Regions from separate parts of the Zea mays genome. Here region 2 is linked to region 1. The links are chromatin contacts, called in public Hi-C maps. All regions are on one chromosome and are shown on one strand. Each heading gives the region's core, a stretch centred on a gene start, on an enhancer-like site or on the middle of the called end of the contact. The rest is flanking DNA. Distances are from core to core; before and after follow the strand shown. Region 1 holds the start of LOC100280358. Region 2 holds the start of LOC103631875 (flavin-containing monooxygenase FMO GS-OX-like 8).

The links. A called contact is a pair of places that touch in the nucleus more often than the background predicts.
Region 2: a contact with region 1 is called in a Hi-C map of leaf, with 9 times the contacts expected there. The contact joins the promoter of LOC103631875 here to the promoter of LOC100280358 in region 1. A contact is called at or near these places in 4 of 25 Hi-C or Micro-C datasets (bundle sheath, ear, leaf and 1 more).

What each region holds. Positions count from the first base shown.
Region 1 is chr7:1,469,763-1,472,462 of Zm-B73-REFERENCE-NAM-5.0, forward strand. LOC100280358 reads right to left here and starts at 1,263. Exons shown (of 10, transcript NM_001153284.1): 1 at 788-1,263.
Region 2 is chr7:1,880,700-1,883,399 of Zm-B73-REFERENCE-NAM-5.0, forward strand. It overlaps LOC103631875 (flavin-containing monooxygenase FMO GS-OX-like 8), which reads right to left and starts at 1,400. Exons shown (of 3, transcript NM_001364923.1): 1 at 814-1,400; 2 at 510-742; 3 at 1-392. The coding sequence starts at 1,375. It overlaps LOC100286077, which reads right to left. Exons shown (of 2, transcript NM_001364924.2): 2 at 1,784-2,700. The coding sequence ends at 2,202.

The sequences.
Region 1 (2,700 bases), core at 13-2,512:
TAGCTACCAAAATTGGTGTGTACAATGCTATCAGTAAGCTGTCCACCAGTTCATTTGCGCATGGAAGCCATTTGCCTGCCAAAAATATTGGCTGCGCAAATGGACAGAGTACTGGTGCAGTGGTGCTACCAAATCAGCAGCATTAAATGTTGAACTCGTGGATCATCTGGCTTCAAAGGATCACACATAAACCGTGCACCAGTTTGGGGACCATTGTCACTACTGACTTCCCTGCTATGAAATCTAAAAAAGAAAATGTCCCACTTACTATATACTAGTAAAGAAACATTGGATGATAATTGAGTCCTACATGTCGAAATCACAAACGCAGCAAGCTTTGGCATCATTGGCTCATTGCTGTCCAAACACCATTATTTTCTTCAAGTTTGGCATCACCAAAGTATGACAGGGATGACACGTGTCTCGGTTCATGGCAATAATGATAGGCTTCGAAGGAGAAATTCGGGAGGAACTGGAAAGAGAGAGTGACTGAGTTTGATAATTATTTGGGAGCAGGGGAACCGAAGCAGCATTTAGCATGTTCTGGCTGTTCAATGTTCAAGCTGTACTATGTTCTACCCCCATAGGATTTAACTATATATGCGTCCGTTAAGAATGTGACGTGTTGAAATGCCTTTTTTTTAGCAAATGACAGAAATTTATCATTGCTGAAAATTTAACGTTCCTTGACCCGATGGCGATTTCGCCACTTATTGGGCAGCAACAAGGCTATTTTGTCCATGGTCAAGCATATGAATTGGACTGGAGAAGAAAACAGGCTACTCACGTAGTCTCGGCAGTCTCTTAAGCATCTCGTTCGTGATCTCCATGCTCAACCCTTGGGCCAGGTGCCGGCCGACTGCCGACCCAGTAAACGGCACGGGTGAACACATGTACACCCGATGTTTTTTTGCAAAAAGAAAAAGGGAAAAAAAAAGAGAGCAAAGTTAGTGGACACAATACTACATACACCACATTTGTAGTTTGGAACAAATCCGAATAAAACAAACAGTTAGGGTTTGGTGCTAGGCTTCGTAGAGCAGGAAGGGAAGAGATGGGGCGGTCGTACATGGTGGTGGTGGTGTGTTAGTCGACGGCGAAGGGCCCCGCGAAGCACATGGAGGCTGGAGCGTAGGGCGGCGCGGCGGTCGTCGAGCCGTCGCCGAGGGAGAGAGAACGCGGGGCGGGGTGAACGGCGCCACGGCGGTGGAGGCGGGCTGTCCGCCGTTGTTTTTCCTGAGCCGTGCTTTTCATGGCCCTTCCTTTTCTCCACGCAATTGTTTTTCTAGTTTGGTGCATTTTATACATATTCCTCCGTGTTCCAAATCCCAGTAGTTTAGGAATTGTAGGATCTAAAATCATCTTTTTATCCAAAATTAAATAAGAAGAAGATTCCAGTCTCTTCAATCTCTTTCAAATTTGTGGCTCCTAATTCCTAAACTAGCACTAAGGCTGTCTTCTTTGCCGGACCGAACTTTTTACAATTTAGCCTCTTTTTAGAAAAAAAATTCACATTTAAACCCTTGGTCAAACCGACGGCTAGCACGGCTTGATTGAGGCTAGCACAAGCTGACACACCTACGAGCCGTCACACCAAGCCATCATATTTAAACATGGAAACAATTTTTAATACTCCCTCCGTTTCTTTTTATTAGTCGCTTGCACTATCCAGTGACTAATAAAAAGAAACGGAGAGAGTATAAGACATGGATGCTGCAGCAAGGCAAAGCGTGCCGACTCATCAAATCACGGGTGACACATGGGTGCTGCACCAAGGCAAGGCAGCAAGCAAAAAGATACACCTGCACGTCATCTAGTCTACGCACACTGCCACTCGTATTTTTGTGGATGTCAATCAAACTAGAACAAGCGGCGCCCCCCCCCCCCCACACTGAAAAATATAAATACATAATTGTACACGCTATAATCAAATTAAATAGAGGAGGTACTAAATCTCAAATCAAATTTGTTTAGTTCAGAGAGAAAGAAAACAGATATTCAACATAACATAGAACATAGATAGCTCGAAAATAATTCACATTAAAGTTGTAGCACCGCACTTAAACGTGCACCATAGCATGACGTTGAGGCTTGTTTCAGCTGGAAACTGGTCCAAAATAAAATTATATGATCCAAGTTTACGTCTAGTCGATATAGTGGGGAACAGGCACCCAAACCAGAGGTATTTACAAGGTACCTAGAGCCAACTCTTGGCCGACATAATCCAGACAGCTAGGCACAAACATTACGCAACTACAAGTGCAGAGCCATTTCATCTACTAAAGCCAGCTGAACAATCCATCCACAAAAGCGATAAATAGAGGTGACCAAGATGTACATCCATAAAAGGCAAGACATCATTTGTGACGTGTTCAGACTGCAGATTTGTCAAGGCTGGAAACAAATATAAGAATGTGAGTATAAAGTTCCATAATATTATGCGCTGGGTCTTTGAAGTTAATGTTATACCAAAGAAAGATATTAAGCACATGTATACAACCTCGAGGCTAAACAAACAGGGTCTTGATCGCAAACCAATAGCTTTAGGCAGTTTACTGAGGCAAGAAAGATATGATTATGCAGCTGCCTATAGAGGAAGCTGTTCACTAGCTAAGTACTTTTGGCTCTGCCCAGAGCTATATCCAGCAAAGAGCTATATTCAGCAAAGAGCTATATGCAACTGCTATAGCGTGATCGAGA
Region 2 (2,700 bases), core at 150-2,649, 410 kb after region 1:
ATGTCGAAGAAGAGGGCGTGCGAGAGGCGCCTGGGCACGCCGGCCGCCTCCCTGGCGCGGTGGTACTCCTCGGCGGAGCGCGCCATCTCCTCCGACGGCGGCAGCGGCCGCCAGCCCGACAGCGCCTGCGCCACCCACCTCGCCTGCGCCTCGTAGAACCGCGGCACCAGCACCATCCTCGGCAACCCCACGAAGGACAGCGACGGCGCCAGCGCCGGCGGGAACGTGTGCTCGTACAGCGGGCCGACGCGGCTGTCGTCGACGGTCACCAGGCCTCCCGTGTCCAGGAACGGGAACGAGCAGTCGTACCCGGTGCAGTAGATGATGGAGTCGGCGGCGACACGCGAGCCGTCGGCGAACGTTACCTGCCCATCCTCGCGCAAGCACTCGATCTGCGATATGCAAGCCACATTTAATTTGTCAGGTCACCGTCCGTACCTGGATTGCTGGATCAGATTCTGAACCAGCGAATATTGGAGCATAGATTTGTAGCTGCACGGTTTCCTTTCCTGGAGGTGCAGGTGCAGGTCGCTGTGCCTGGCGACGGCCTTGGACACGGCGGGAGTGAGCGCCTCCATGGACTTGACGCTGACGTGCACCTCCCTCGCCAACTTGGAGAGCTCCAGCGCGATGTCCACGCCGCTATGACGGAAGCCCACGATCACCACCACCTCGCCGTGGAAGGAATCGGGGACCCTATACGAGTGGGAGTGCAGCTGCCTCCTGCTCCACTTGTCCATGCCTATACGAGCAGCATCCATCAGTTGAGCAACAGGCCGGGCATGAACAACGACGCATTCGGTCGGAACCAACCTCTGATGGTTGGGAGCCGTGGCTGGGTGTACTGGCCGACGGCGACGACGACGGCGTCAAACACCTCCTCCTCCGTGGTGACCACCTCGCCATCGCAGCCACGATGTCTAGACCAACTCACCGTCCACCGCTTGATGCCGTCACCGTCATCAGCGGCACGCGGCGCCGCCAGGCCGACGCGCAGGACCTTGGTGTTGAGCCTGACGACGTCCATGAGCCCGAACGCGTCGCAGAAGTCCCTGATGTACCTCAGGAACTCAGCGTGCCCCGGGTACCGCCGGGAGTCGCCGGTGCCGTCGTCTCTGGGGAAGAAGGGGAAGTCGGAGAAGCCCGTGAGCTCCCTCGGGCTGATGAGCCGGACGGAGGCGTACATGCTGCTGTGCGCGCCGGCAGCGCCGAGTGGGTCGCCGCCGTCCGCCCTCGGGTCGTACAGCCACTGCCCGCCGACGCCGCCGCTCTGCTCCATGACCGTCACGTCGTGGCCCTCGCGGAGCAGCTCGCGGGCACACGCCAGCCCCGACACGCCAGCGCCGACCACGCACACTTTCTTGGATGACACCATCTCGCTTCGCCGCCGGACCTGGTCACGGTGTCCCGGATGGCGTTTCTGATCCAAGTCTTCAACATCGTCCAAAGAAACCATGCTTGACCGCTCATTTAGATATTTCGAATGTGTAGGACCCGTTTGCAAAATCTCATCAGTTTCATCCATGAAGCTGTTGAGTAGCTTTCTAAGATGAATTTAAACTGTTTTGGGAAAAAAATATTTTGCAAAACAGCTTCACCAACAATTTCATGCATGGCTGAAAGATAAAAATAAGACAGAGATGTAAAAAAGTTGCTTTTTTTCAACTACCTCTCTTCATTCCTTTGTACAAGCGTAAATGAAGAGCTTCATCTATAAAACTGTTTTGAAAAAGAGAGCTCCACAGCTTCCAATAGCTCATGAAGCTGTATCAGACAGGTTTGTAATATAAATATATAAGTATGTTGTTAGGTATAAACTCCAAGTACAGAAGATTCCGTACATCTGCTAACAAAAGCAGGCAGATGATACAGAAAAGCAGGATCATAAAACAAATATGGTTCAACTACAAAGGACGCCCAGAATCACTTGTGGTAGCACATGTTACACACTTGTGTCAACCAAAGCAATGTGAACATTATATCACTTATTACATGCTTATACATTGAACTATTACAACAACAGATATGCGATCAGAACCTTCATTTCCCAAGACTATCAATACACTAGTTGTACCAAGAGGACGCGGAGCCCCCCAAGAAGTCAGAAATGCCTTCACTTTGTTAGGTTCTACTCCAGTAATTACACCCACACAAGTTTGGATCACCACCACTGCACCAGGCTCACGGTATTGGCAACACTACTACGATTCCTCATTCTTTACTTGAGTCCACTGTGCAGCTTCTTTCTTTCTCCTGACAAGTATCCCAAAGGAAAATCCCAGGAGCAGCGCAAACATCACACTGCCTCCGATTTCCAAGTACAGCGGAGAAATTTTCCGCACGGTGCTGACTCCTGTGCCAAGTTTGGTTCCATCCACCGCCTCAGCAACACTACTGTTACTGGGGGATACCAGGCCAGAAAATATCTCCACCATATCATGGACCTGCCCATCATGGTTCCCCACATAAGTCAGTGTTAGCTTCTCCCTTGTTGCCACAAGTCTGGCGTATCCAAACTCGCCACCGCGGTACATGGAACGCTCAGGCTGAGGAAAGATAGGGACGTCTGGGTGATCAGGCCTCGGTTGCCATACAGGTTGCCAGTCTTGGCCGCCCATCCCGATCACAAGATGCACAGGAGCGCCAGAGTACTGGAAGCTTGATGAAGTGTTGACACATTGGGAATTCTTCATCGGGCAG